Linked DNA regions of Capra hircus: region 1 is linked to region 2. Evidence: chromatin contacts called from public Hi-C data. All regions are on one chromosome and are shown on one strand. The core of a region is the stretch at or near the end of the contact, and the rest is flanking DNA. Distances in the headings are between cores, read along the strand shown. Region 1 has its middle 10 kb from the start of CD2. Region 2 has its middle 53 kb from the start of CD2.

Region 1 (6,662 bases), core at 1,081-3,580, 61 kb after region 2:
ATTCCCAGTAGCCAATATATGAAAACAAGCCAAGTGTCCATCAGCAGATGAACGGAAAAGGAAACTGTGGTATATGCATACCATGGAATATTTTTCATCCTTTACAAAGAAGGAGACCCTGCCATTTTGACAACATGGATAATAGCAGACATTATGCTATAGAAGGACAAAGGCTGCCTGATTCCGTTTGTGTGAGTTACCTAAAATAGTCACATACACGGAAGCAGAGAACACCACGTGGCCACCAAGGGCCGAGGGAATGGGCAATGGGGAGTCATTGTTCAGTGGGGGTGAAGTTCCGGTTACGTCAGATAAGTCAGGTCTAAAGATGAGCTCTACAACACAGCACCTGCAGTTCACAGTACAGGAGTGTGCACCTGAGCATTTGTGAAGAGGGCAGATCTCACCATTGTGTTCTTTTTCCTCAGCTTTACTGAGAGGTACTTGACATATAACCTTGTATAAATTTAAGGTATGAGGGAATGTTGCAAAGTAATTATCATAGTAAAGTTAGTCAACAGCTCCAACACCTCACTTAATTATCTTTGTGTGTGTGTGTGCATGTGTGTGTGTGGTAAGAATACTGAAGACCTACTCTTGGCAGCTTTCATGTACATAATACAGTGTTGTTAACTGCAGTCACCAAGCTGTATGTCAGAGTCCCCAGAAAGTATTCCTTTTATGACTAGAAGTTTGTACACTAACATCTCTCCATTTTCCCTACTTCCACCTCCTGGCAACCACTGTTCTACTCTCTCTGAGTTTTTGACTTTTTCAGATTCCACATTTAAGTGAAGGGGCTTCCCTGGTGGCTCAGATGGTAAAGCGTCTGTCCGCAATGCGGGAGACCTGGGTTCGATTCCTGGGTCGGGAAGATCTCCTGGAGAAGGAAATGGCAATCCACTCCAGCACTCTTGCCTGGAAAATCCAATGGACAGAGGAGCCTGATAGGCTACAGTCCGTGGGGTCGCAAAGAGTCGGACGCGACTGAGCAACTTCAGACTCATTTAAGTGAGCTCACACAGTATTTGTCTTTCTCTGAATTATCTCACTCAGCATAATGCCCTCAAGGTCCACCCATGTTGCCGCAAATGGCAGGATTTCCTCCTTCTTAGGGCTGAATTATATATTTTCTGTAACAGTTCATCGTTTAGGTGCTTCCATGTCTTGGCTATGGTAAATAATGTACTTAGCCATGTACTTAGCGTGCAACTATCTCTTTGAGTTAGTGTTTTTATTTTCTTTGGAAATAAACCCAGAAGTGGGACTTGCTGGATCACACGGTAGTTCTATTTTTAATTTTTTGAGGAATCTCCATCCGATTTTCCACAGTGGCTGTACCATCATGTTAAGTGTTGTTATGATGGACAAAGGGACGCAAGGGTACTTTGGGAGGTGTTGCTACGTCTGTTGTCTAGAATGCAGTGTTTGTTACCATGATCTTGCCATCATGGATCTCTGCATATGTCCAAACTCTTCAAATCGTGTACATTAAATATGTGCAGTTCTTTACATATCAATCATACATCAATAAAACTGTTCAAAAGAAAAGAACAGTTCCCGGGGAAAGGGGGGCTTCTCCACTGTGGGCTGTGTCTATAAACATACAATTAGCCCCTCCTCTCTCTCCACGGGGGAGGGGACAGTGTCGGGTGCCAAAACTGTGCCAAGTATGTATTAATAAACTCTGAACCATATTGGCAGCTTTGTGGTTTTCTGCAGCCTTTTGCAGCCTGGAAAACGTTTTCCTATTAGAAGCCCCTGCTGTTTTATCTATTACACGTGAAACCGAATAAGTCTTCACACGTCCACAGGGAGTTGGGGAGTAGCATCAGAGTGTGCAGCAAGGGGAAGGGAATTAAAAAGGGAGCTAATGTCATCCGCGGGGAATAGCGAGTCGGGGGTGGGGGAATTGGGGACTGCTCCGGAGGAGAAGGGGCTGCGGAAGGATTTTTCGCCATGTGTTGCGGCCACTCAAGCAAGAGCACGCGCCTGCTGTCCGCGCGCCCCCCAACATATAAAAGGCAGCTGCACGGAATGTTACACATGGGCTGACTTACAGAGAGAAAAATTTTTATCTCACAAGGCAGATTTGATTTCCCGAGACCATATGCTTGCTTGTCTTTTTCCGAAGAGCCCACGATCTCATGAGGGAAAAATTCAGTTTTATTGGCTCTCAGAGAAAAGGGAATTGGAAATGTTAGCTAAATAGAGACCGCATGGACCTGAATCTCTGAGCACTCCCCCGGGGCTGTGGAGGAGTGTCAGGCTATGAAACTGCAGATCCGAGGACAGAAATGCAAAACCGAGAAGAGCTGTGGCTGGGAGCAAGGCAGTGTGGGCTCTGGTCCCTGCTCTGTTGCTCACGACCTTCGAACCACGCTCTGCCTGTGATGTGGGGGGAGGACAGGATTTGCCCCGTTTGTGCTGCAAAACCGACGTATAAGTGTTGCATAAGGGGCACCATATGCGACACTGACTTGGGACTTAACAGGGGTAGTTGCAGGCCAGATATTGTTATTATTAATATTTGAAGACAACTTACAATCTGACCAAAGCTAAGGTATTTGTCCAGTTTTTAAGCAACTATTACTTGAACACTGTATTAGGACTCTCTGTCTACAAGTGGCATCACGTCAAATGAAAATGCCTTATTCATAATCGGGAAGTCATTAGGCCATTCATTCATTCAGTCAGTAAGCTGACAACACTTTGCGTCTCTGCTATGTGCCAGCTGCCTTTCTAAGAACTGGGTGCAGAGCAGCAAACTCAACACCCCAAGTTTCTCAAAGGATGTGCATGCTAAGGAGGAGATACAGATAATAATAGCCACAAATATATGTCGTTTTTCAGGAAGTGATGCCTGATACAAAGAAAAATCAAGCAAGGCAAGGGGATACAGAGTGACAAGGAAGGGCTACTTTAGGGAGGACTGGCCAGAGATGACCTAACTGGAAAGGCAGCGGGTGAGCAGAGCTGTGAGGGCGAGAGGGAGCAAACTGTGCAGAGGCCTGATGGAAGGTGTCCCAGGGAGCGGGGACAGTCAGAGGCCGGAGTCAAGGGCCAGTGAGCATGGAGTGGGCCGAGCTAGAGCAGGAGTGGTGGGAGATGAGCTCAGAGGGGAGCAGGTGGGTCATGCAAGGCCTGTGAGTCAAGAAAAAGTTCTTGCAGCCGAACAGAGAGCTTTTAGAGGGTTCTAAGCAGAGCAGTGGGATTATCTGACCCATGGGTTTAACAGGATCACTCAGGCTACCTTGTGGAGAAGAGTGCACGAGGGCTGGGGGTGGAGGCAGGGGGTCAGTGTGCAGGTGTTGCAGCGGCCTGAGCCTAAGGACTGGGCAGGGAGCAGCAGACACAGGAGGCGCTGGATTATGGCTGCATCTTGAAGGCAGTGCTGGTGGGATGTGTTTACAGCTTGGAGGTAGGGTATAGGGTGCCACAGGCTTCCCTGGTGGCTCAGCGGTAAAGCATCTGCCTGCTAAGCAGGAGACACGGGTTCAACCCCTGGGTCTGGAAGAAGGAAATGGCAACCCACTCCAGTATTCTTGTCCGAAGAATCCCATAGACAGAGGAGCCTGGTGGGCTACATAGGGTCACAAAAGAGTCAGACATGACTTAGCGACTAAACAACCGTAGGTCTAGAGTGGTCCAATGCAGTTGGATCCATGAGCTCAAATATTAAAACCAAGACTCGTAGCCTTTCTGTGTCTCTTGGTGCCGTTCTCTCCTGTGCTGGCCTCATTTTCAGCTGGGCTCTTCCCCAGGCTGGTAAAGATGGCCACCAACCCCTATGGCCCATCAGCTTGCTCAGAGAAGTAAGGAAGGTTTTGTTGCAAAGAATCTTCAATAGATGCCCTCTCTGGCCTTGTTGGTTTGAACAGGGTCCTGTGCTCCCACCAAACCAATGAGAATGACCAGGGAAGGGAATCACGTTGACTCGGTTAGGCTGAGCCACAAGCTCCCTTCCTAGAGCAGGGGGTGCTGTTAGCTTCCCCTTGGTGCGGGGGGAGCTGCAGGGAAAGGACCAAAAATCAAGAGTGGCCACTGAGAGAAGGGGGCTCGGTGCAGCCTGGCTTTCCCTATGGGCACTGCAATCAGGGAGACTTTAGCAAGGGCATCTCAGCAAACAGGAAGAGGTACACAACAAAGATGCAGACCGGGGAGCTGTCTCGCATGGAGGCTGAGGGAGAGAGGAGGCCAGAGGTAGTTCTGGAACAATTTAAGCAATGTGTTCATAGGCATGAGGGCCATGGGATCCAAGTATGTTTACATTGCCAAGGGGTGAGATGAGATAGGTTTTGTCGTCTGGGACACACACAAATGACTGACCACAAGCCAAGGCAGAACAAAATAGATGCTGAATGAGAGCCACGAGCAACGTGCACCTGGGAAGCTTAAAACTGAGGTGCTGCAGTTCAGAAATGAGAGATGGACGACACTCAGGTAGGCTTAGATCAGGAATGATGTTTCACTGTCACTGATAGCAAGCGCTTAATTATCCACGGCCACTGGCCCTGCTGCGTGGGCAGCATCTTCCCAGTCATTAGCTTCCCCAGCAGTCCATGCCCCGAGCTGCTAATTGGTGGCCCATCTGACTGCACAGCTTCCTCTCCCGCTTTGCCCCAGGCATAGCTTTCTGTACTAGCCGCGAAACAGCCAGGGGAAGAACCACCAGCAGCTGAGGGGCAAAAAGCCCTTTGGCTGCAGATGGAAAACTGGAGAAACCTGGGTGGTTTTCAAGGGAGAAACAGGTGGCAAAGGAGGGGGCCCACACATAACTAAAGCCCAGGTCACCCAGCACTTCTTCTAAAGGGGAAGCAAAATACAAGCAGTGCAACTTCCTCCAAAGACTGAGAAGAGAGTCACAGAGAAACACACTCCCATGTGTGGAGAAAAAGGGAGAGAATTAAATGAGAACACTCTGCATCAGTTAAAGCTTCCTGGGAAAAAGATAAGAGTGGCGAAAAATCAGAATTAGATCACACCAGCCAAAGCAATTAAGGAGAATAAGATGTGCTTTCTACAAATATCAGGGGAAAGGAGATTATGAAGGGGAAATAAGACTTAATAAATGCAGAGGACCATGAAATTAATGATGACCGCAAATGACTGAAATACTCAATTCGTTCTCTGTTAGCCTTTAACTAGGAAAACAAAGGGAAGAAACTGAGCAATTAAAAAGCAAGGACAAGTTGAGAAGAGAATGAAGTAACTGCTGGCAGGGAGGAGGTGTCTGGCCACATGGTCCTCAAACTTTACAGGCATTTTGTTGGGATCCAACACCTAGGGTTCGTGTGTCAGCCCCAACCCGGCACGTGTGCTGGGCTGATGAGCGTGGTGCCCTCGTTTTCCTGAGTCTGATGAACTGATGGGGCTGAAGAAAGGGAGAAGAGTGAGAGGTGGGAGGGGAGACTCCTCAGCTGAACTTGGAACCATCGTAATGGCCCTAACTAAGTTGCTGGTCTTCAGTGTGGCCACCCCCTTCCCTCCCACTCTTCCTACCCTGCTTCAGGTCCTCTGTCCTTCAGGGCTTAGTATCCAGGGGTTAGTGCCCATTTCTTGGCGTATTCTCTGTGAAGAGCCCACCCACAAGACTGGCCTGTTTCTGAGAACTGGGAGGAAGTATGGAGAGTCTCAGTGGTAAAGAATCTGCCTTACCAATGAAGGAGACACAGGAGGCATGGTTCAGTCCCTGGTCTGGGACGATCCCCTGGAGAAGGAAATGGCAGCCCACTCCAGTATTCTTGCCTGGGAAATCCCATGGACAGAGGAGCCTGAAGGGCTATACAACAGTCCACGGGGTCACAAAGAGCCCAACACAACTGAGCAGCTGAACAACAACATAGGTTGTTAACAACAACATAAGGTCAGGGTGGGCTGACCAAGCAAGAGTGATTTCTGTTTTGCCTAAGTGGGGAGATCAAGTTGATTTCTATAACTTGCAACGAGAAATCCTAACTTACCCTGCCAACTTCTACAACAGGTATTGGAGATAGAAGGGTATGCAGTCAAGGGCACTGCTCTCAGAGAGTTTGTGGCCCCGTAAGAGAGACATCACACATACCCAGATCCTTGGAACACTGTGTGATGGTTGCAATCATGGTAGACATCTGGAGGCAGTGCCCCAGTGGAGTCGTTGTAGCCCCGCATTCCGGGAAACAAACTCACTCAGGAGGACAATGCAGATACTGTGTTGTGCCCGAAGTCCGAGTCCCCAAAACTGAGAGAATAAGACGTCCACAGCAATGCAAAAGCATAAAAGGGGTTTATTGCTAGCTCGAGCCAGGGCCCAGGTCTCATCCAGCACAGTGGAATCCGACAAGAGCCCCGAGCTCTGAATCACATCTACATTTATACAGACGGTTCTTTGTTCCTGTACCAGCATAGCTGGTTGGCTAAACCATGCGTGCATGCGGGACTATTAAACCTCGCATCCCTATCCGGATTGGCTCGGGTCTGGTGTGGGGCGGGGGGGGGGGGGGGTCGCGGAGGGTATGGGGATTTTTCTGATTGGTCGAGCTACACTGCCTGCGGGAGTTCCCAGTGCCTAGCTTTCCTAGAGACTAAACCTCAGGCCTAGCCTGCCCCTTAGAGCCTGTCCTGGCTCCAGTTTGGTCCTAACAAGTGGCGTGCAGTTTATTACACCAGCGGGCCCAAGGCAG
Region 2 (7,076 bases), core at 3,157-5,656:
ATGGTGTGATCGCTCACCTAGAGCCAGACATCCTGGAATGTGAAGTCAAGTGGGCCTTAGAAAGCATCACTATGAACAAAGCTAGTGGAGGTGATGGAATTCCAGTTGAGCTATTCAAATCCTGAAAGATGATGCTGTGAAAGTGTAGCACTCAATATGCCAGCAAATTTGGGAAACTCAGCAGTGGCTACAGGATTGGAAAAGGTCAGTTTTCATTCCACTCTCTAAGAAAGGCAATGCCAAAGAATGTTCAAACTACCACACAATTGCACTCATCTCAAACACGCTGGTAAAGTAATGCTCAAAATTCTCCAAGCCAGGCTTCAGCAATACATGAACCGTGAACTTCCAGATGTTCAAGCTGGTTTTAGAAAAGGCAGAGGAACCAGAGATCAAATTGCCAACATCCGCTGGATCATGGAAAAAGTAAGAGAGTTCCAGAAAAACTTCTATTTCTGCTTTATTGACTATGCCAAAGCCTTTGACTGTGTGGATCACAATAAACTGTGGAAAATTCTGAAAGAGATGGGAATCCCAGACCACCTGACCTGCCTCTTGAGAAATCTGTATGCAGGTCAGGAAGCAACAGTTAGAACTGGACATGGAACAACAGAACTGGTTCCAAGTAGGAAAAGGAGCACGTCAAGGCTGTATATTGTCACCCTGCTTTTTTCACTTCTATGCAGAGTACATCATGAGAAACGCTGGGCTGGAAGAAGCACAAGCTGGAATCAAGATTGCTGGGAGAAATATCAATAACCTCAGATATGCAGATGACACCACCCTTATGGCAGAAAGTGAAGAGGAACTCAAAAGCCTCTTGATGAAAGTGAAAGTGGAGAGTGAAAAAGTTGGCTTAAAGCTCAACATTCAGAAAATGAAGATCATGGCATCTGGTCCCATTACTTCATGGCAAATGGATGGGGAAACAGTGGAAACAGTGGCTGACTTTATTTTTCTGGGCTCCAAAATCACTGCAGATGGTGACTGTAGCCATGAAATTAAAAGACGCTTACTCATTGGAAGAAAAGTTATGACCAACCTAGATAGCATATTAAAAAGCAGAGACATTACTTTGCCAACAAAGGTCCGTCTAGTCAAAGCTATGGTTTTTCCTGTGGTCATGTATGGATGTGAGAGTTGGACTGTGAAGAAAGCTGAGCACCAAAGAATTGATGCTTTTGAGCTGTCGTGTTGGAGAAGACTCTTGAGAGTCCCTTGGACTGCAAGGAGATCCAACCAGTCCATTCTGAAGGAGATCAGCCCTGGGATTTCTTTGGAAGGAATGATGCTAAAGCTGAAGCTCCAGTACTTTGGCCACCTCATGTAAAGAGTTGACTCATTGGAAAAGACTCTGATGCTGGGAGGGATTGGGGGCAGGAGGGGAAGGGGACGACCGAGGATGAGATGGCTGGATGGTAGCACTGACTTGATGGACGTGAGTCTGAGTGAACTCTGGGAGATAGTGATGGACAGGGAGGCCTGGCGTGCTGTGATTCATGGGGTTGCAAAGAGTCGGACATGACTGAGTGACTGAACTAACTAACTAATTGATAATTTTTGATTTGTATTACATCAACCAATAGACCACATTTCATGGAATATAAGACTCCTAATTGTAAGGTGCACTATTTTTAAAAACTACCCCACAACGGAGAAATATTGCCAAATAAACTATGACATGCAGCTGACTGTATGATACATTCGATTTTAGACATGTTAGGATATGCATCTTAGATTTGGTGAAATATGGTATTAATAATCTCTCACGTTCTGTCATTTCCAATTTGATAAACATATCCTCCATAGTACCATTTACTGGGTTTTCATAGAATGCAGCCACTGATGAAAACATTGAGCTGGGCAGGGCCAAGGAGAGCATTCAGGAGACTTCTACCTGGGAACTCCCTCAGGTTTGCTTGCTCATTTGTTTGAATACCCACTTACCAAATAAATATTAATTTATCCAGTGAATGCACAAAGAACTCAGGTTACAAGGATGAAGACAGTCCAGCCTCCGTCAGTCTCAGTCTGGAATTCACACAGTAGTCCATTAAGGCATACTCTCTGGGCCTGGTTGTTCCAGCCCCTCAGTATCCCTTTAACTGAGCTCTTGACCACATCAGAACTTGAGGCCCAGTCAGGAGGGGCAACTGGAGGATGGAACAGAGCAGGGAAGGGGCCAGGACCCGGAATCAGGGTGGGAGAAACAGGCGGGTTACAGGGATAAGTAAGTACACAAATAAAGAAGTCACAATGCCTGAAAGGAAGCGTGAGTTCAGGCGTGACCAGAAGTAGACTCAGAAAGAATGCGCAGCCAAAGCAGAGATGCCACAGTTGTCAATCCTCATGGTCAGAGGACATTCGGAGAGCTGAGTATTCATGGACCATGGGACAGGGATCCAGGCCCCAAATAAGACACCTAGGACCCCCAACTCATACTTTGGTTCTAGGCAGGAATCCGGCTACTAGGACACAAAACCAGTCAGATCTAAGAACCAGGTTCCAAAACTGTGGACTGCCCTCTGCTCCCTGAGTGTCCACAGGGTGAAACAGGGGAGGCAGACAGGGGTGGGGAGAGACTTCCTCCTCAGGGCAGTAAGAGCTCAGGCTGGGCCTCGGTGTGGAGCCGGGGGAGCCAGACCCCTGAGCTTTCAACATGCAGCCAAAAAGACCCGGAGGACCGCAGGAGAGAAAATGAGAGGAACAGAGGAGCAAATGTCTGCCTCTGAGAAGAGGTCTGAAGAAGGTGAGTGATTTCCCCAGGAGACTAAAGTCTCTGACATGTGGGAATCCCAGTCCGGAACCGGCCAGGGGCAGAATGGGCCAGAGAGTACAACATGGGCACACACAGCTGCCGAGGACCAAAATGTCACCCCTTCATTAAAAAGAGTTAGGAAATAAATTTATATGCAAATGAACTTATTTACAAAACAGAAACAGACTTACAGATATCAGGAACAAACTTAGGGCCACCAAAGAGGAAAGATGGGGGAGGAGGGGTGAATCAGGAGCTTGGAGTGAACACATACACACACTGCCATGCATAAGCCGATAACCGGCAAGGCCCTACTGCGCAGGGAACCCTGCTCAGCATTCTGTGATAACCTGCACGAGAAAAAAAAGAGGGGATATCTGTATAACTGAATCACTGTGTTGCACACCTGAAACTAAGTCAACATTGTCCGTCAGCTATACTCCAATAAAATGTTTTCAAAAGATAGTTAAGGTGACAGTGATAAAAATGAAAACAAAAAGAAATTCATGAGGGTGGCTTAGAATAATAATTATAAATTGAATGCAGAACATTAGTTACTCCCATGACAGAATGAAATAGAAATGTAACTGATTCTGGCCAATTGCAACTTCATTCTGAATGAAGAAGCAAGGCACCCAGTGCCATGTATGGAAATAGCTTCATTATTTGCACTCATTCACATTTATTTCAGACACACATATGATTTGGTAGTACTCTCTTAGTTCTAAGAAAGCCTCTTTAGAGGTTTTGTGTTTTTGCTTTTAAGAGAAAAAAAAATCAAGACCCAGTTAAATTGTGAATTTAAATACAAACTTTAAAATTATAGGGATTCTCATAATCACATTAAGGTCTTTCCATTATTAGATAAGCTTGAAACTTACAGAGCATTTTCTCTCCAGGGTCAAACTTAGATTGAAATGTGGAAATAGATGATCAAGATTTGGGTTTTTATAATTGTCTGTGTGGGCAGACACAGAACTCAGCCCTAGAAATTCTTTACAGGGATCTCACATAATGTGACTCATTCCTCAATGGGAGGATAATCTGGTGGACAGTTACAGTTGGCAACTAAGGAATACCTGAGGTTAGTCTTGGGACTTCCGTATGCGGCCTGCTGTGCTGTCCCTGTGGTCGAGAATTATCGCCTTAGCCAATTGTTCGCAATGTCATGGAAGATGTTTGTGATCTGTTCAATTCCTGATGTCTGGGATGAAAACTAAGGTCAGAATCCACTATAGCTATCAGAGCAACTAAGCGGTACAGCCTGGTCTGACCTCATCTTTTTTTTTTTTTTTTTTTTTTCTTGCGAGGTCACTGGAGTCTGGCTGGCATGCCACAACCAGGGTCCTGTGCACTGCAACGAAAGATCCTGCATGATGCAACTAAGACCAGACACAGCCAAATAACTAAAGAATACTGAGGTCTTCATCATATCCGGAGGACTGATCTCCACCTGGAAGGACTGGGCAATTCTTACCCCAGTGGCAGGAGGTCAAGAGTGCAAGCGTACAGGGGGGTGACCAGCTGGGCTTTATCTCCACAGGCCTTCAGGGCTCAATCATGTTATCCCGCACACCACTGGCGGCCATCGGGGCTGAATGGTGGCGTGGGAGGCACCAAAAACCTGTAGGTGGGGTCTTCCAGAGGAAGGGCAGGAAGCGTAAAGCCCCAAGTGCGCTCCTCCGGTGCACAGTGAATGTAAGTCCCTGCTCTCCCAGCAGGGGGCAGCAAGGGCCGAGGAGCGGTATTTAACTAATTCAAGCGACTCCCAGTAATGCTTGAACAACGCTGAAATACAGTGGATTGCTTATTGAGACAGCAATTCAGAGTAATAATTCGGGTATTATAGCAAATGAGGCTCTATTTTACAGTCACAAACTGGTGGGGCCCGAGTGCTCGAGTTATAGAAAACATAGAATATCAATAAATGTTAGTAAAGATTTAGCAGAATGAATGCAAATTGCAAAATAAGCTTATGAAAATATTTCCGTCTTACCTGTACAAAGAAATGTAAACAAGATAGTACATTACAATCTGTCAAACCATCACATTTTTAAATTATAACTTGTCAAGAATGTAAGGAAAAAAAAACACAGATGTAAAACCAATGAATCACTGAAGTGGTAATTAGTTAAAATTTATTGTGCACACGCCAAGAAGACAATTTGCAGACCAAGAGCACTCAGACTAAAACAGGGAATGAGGCTCAGAGCGATGTTGTAACAAACCAACTTTTATGGGTGGAAGCAGTGAATGTTTGTTCTTCACAGTGATTGTTACAATATTATTAATAGAATTTTCTTAAATGAAGATAATTGGTTATTAGTGTTTACTTCATATAAATGCAAGGGAACAATTAGAGTTTCGCTTCACGGTTTTTTGAAGCGTAAGCAAAGAAGTGACCAAAGTCAAGTTAGCCAGACTTGTCTTGCAAAGTAAGCTTAAATTAAGGTTTGCTTGTATAACTGAACTGATTTTGTCTACTCAGTTAATTTTCAAGTGTGGTTTCCATTTGTGTTTGATTTTTAACAAACTTCTGGCTAATTATGAAGGATGTTTTATGCTTTGGATTCTGTTTATACATCATCTCATCTAGTCCTAAGTGTTCGCCCCATTGTATGAATGAAGAAACTGAATCTCTAGGAGATTGAGCAGTGTACTATGTCAATTTGAATATAAATGCTGACGTCCTCTCTGTGCTACTAAAACGATAAATAATTCGTTGTTGTAGGTGCTGTCATGTACATTGAGGATGTTTAGCATCGTCCCAGATCTCTACCCACTAGAAGTCAGTAGCAACCCCTCACCCTAATTGGGAAAACCAGAAACATCTGCAGATATGACTGAAAGTTCTCTGGGCGGCAAGTTTGCCCCCAGTTGAGAACCACTGGATAAGGGCTATCTGATGGTGAAGGATCTCAAAAAAATTCTTGTAGAGTGGTATTGGTTGTAACAGGCTGGAGGAAGCCAAAGCTTTTTGTGCCCACTGAGCCACTGTAGGGTGCAGAACACATCTGCATCACCTCTTAGCTTAGAAAGATTATACACCAAAAGGAAGGAAAGACTTGGAGAACTAAAACCCAGAGGATTCAGTAGAAGGCTGTTTAAAGAATAGTTTGGTTCCTGATCCATCTTGAAGCAGGATTATGAAGAACTGAGGCAGAAAGATCTTCATGATCATGGTGGACTTAATACCTGATATAATGGTAATTTTTAAAAATGTGAACAATGACAAAGAAGACAATGCAAGAAGAAAACGTCCGCTAGAAACTACAGCCCAAACAAAAAGGGAAGGGAAAGTAACTGTAATATTAATACGCAGCAAGGGTCTGTGGTGAATAGTATTTATGTAGTTATAGTAATTCATATTAAATTAATCATAAGTATTAATAAATATATTAATGATAATCATGGAGGTATTGTTGTTATATTACTTAATAATTGATTATTGACTTACTGCTGGCTAAACGAAACATGGGCTTCTCTGGTGGTTTTGTGGTTAAAAATAAAAATCTGCCTGCAATGCAGGAGATGCGGTTTCGATCTGTGTGTTGGGAAGATCCCCTGGAGAAGGAAATGGCAACCGACTTCCGTATTCTTGCTGGGAAATCCCATGGACAGAGGGACCTGGTGGGCTACAATCCATGGGGGTGCCAAAGAGTTGGACATGACTTAACTAACGACTGAACAATATTACCAAACCGCATAGCGATAAGTTTATTGGAAGGATATGGGAATGAAAAGTGGGGCAGGGGCAACTGATATAAATGAGCTAAATCCCAACATGTCACAACAGTAAAATAATGCCTACAGCTTTGAAATTACAGAATAAACGTAATACTGGAGGTAAGCATCTAAAACAGTAACTAAAAATTTGAGTGCCCCTGCGCTGTGAACAGGAGGGGAGCTCAGTGAGCCAGGAGACTAGTGTTTTCTATTATACTTTTTGATAATGTTTGTTTTTTGAAACAATATGCATATATCATTTTTAAAAAATATTTTTAATATCCAGACCTATTGAAATGTTAGTGAAAAGAGCAGTCTTCTCTGTTGCTGGTAGAGGTATGTATTGAGGCAAGTTTTCTGGGAAATAGTGTGCCAGTTATCAAGTCTTAAAATAGTCATCACCTCAAAAAAAAGTATTCATCACCTCTAGGAATGTATCCTTTAGATTAAGTTAGCAATGTAGGCTAAAATGTATATGCAAAGCCTCATATTATATTATATTATATGTTACAGTAACAAGTTGGAAACATCGCAATTATCCCACAGTTGGCAAGTAGCTAAATGAATGCATAGATATACAACTAATAATATA

Evidence for each region. Hi-C and Micro-C count contacts between places; a contact is called where the count stands out from the background.
Region 1: a Hi-C map of liver shows a contact between it and region 2, with 2.6 times the contacts expected there. The contact joins two enhancer-like sites. A contact is called at or near these places in 3 of 5 Hi-C or Micro-C datasets (blood and liver).

Annotation. Positions count from the first base shown.
Region 1 is chr3:94,038,554-94,045,215 of ARS1.2, reverse strand. No RefSeq gene overlaps it. Among named protein-coding and RNA genes, the nearest start is that of CD2, 10 kb to the left of the region's middle. Within about 2 kb of position 2,330, at least 2 of the 5 cell types and tissues checked have an H3K27ac peak or open chromatin away from gene starts, as enhancers often do.
Region 2 is chr3:94,101,166-94,108,241 of ARS1.2, reverse strand. No RefSeq gene overlaps it. Among named protein-coding and RNA genes, the nearest start is that of CD2, 53 kb to the right of the region's middle. Within about 2 kb of position 4,406, at least 1 of the 5 cell types and tissues checked has an H3K27ac peak or open chromatin away from gene starts, as enhancers often do.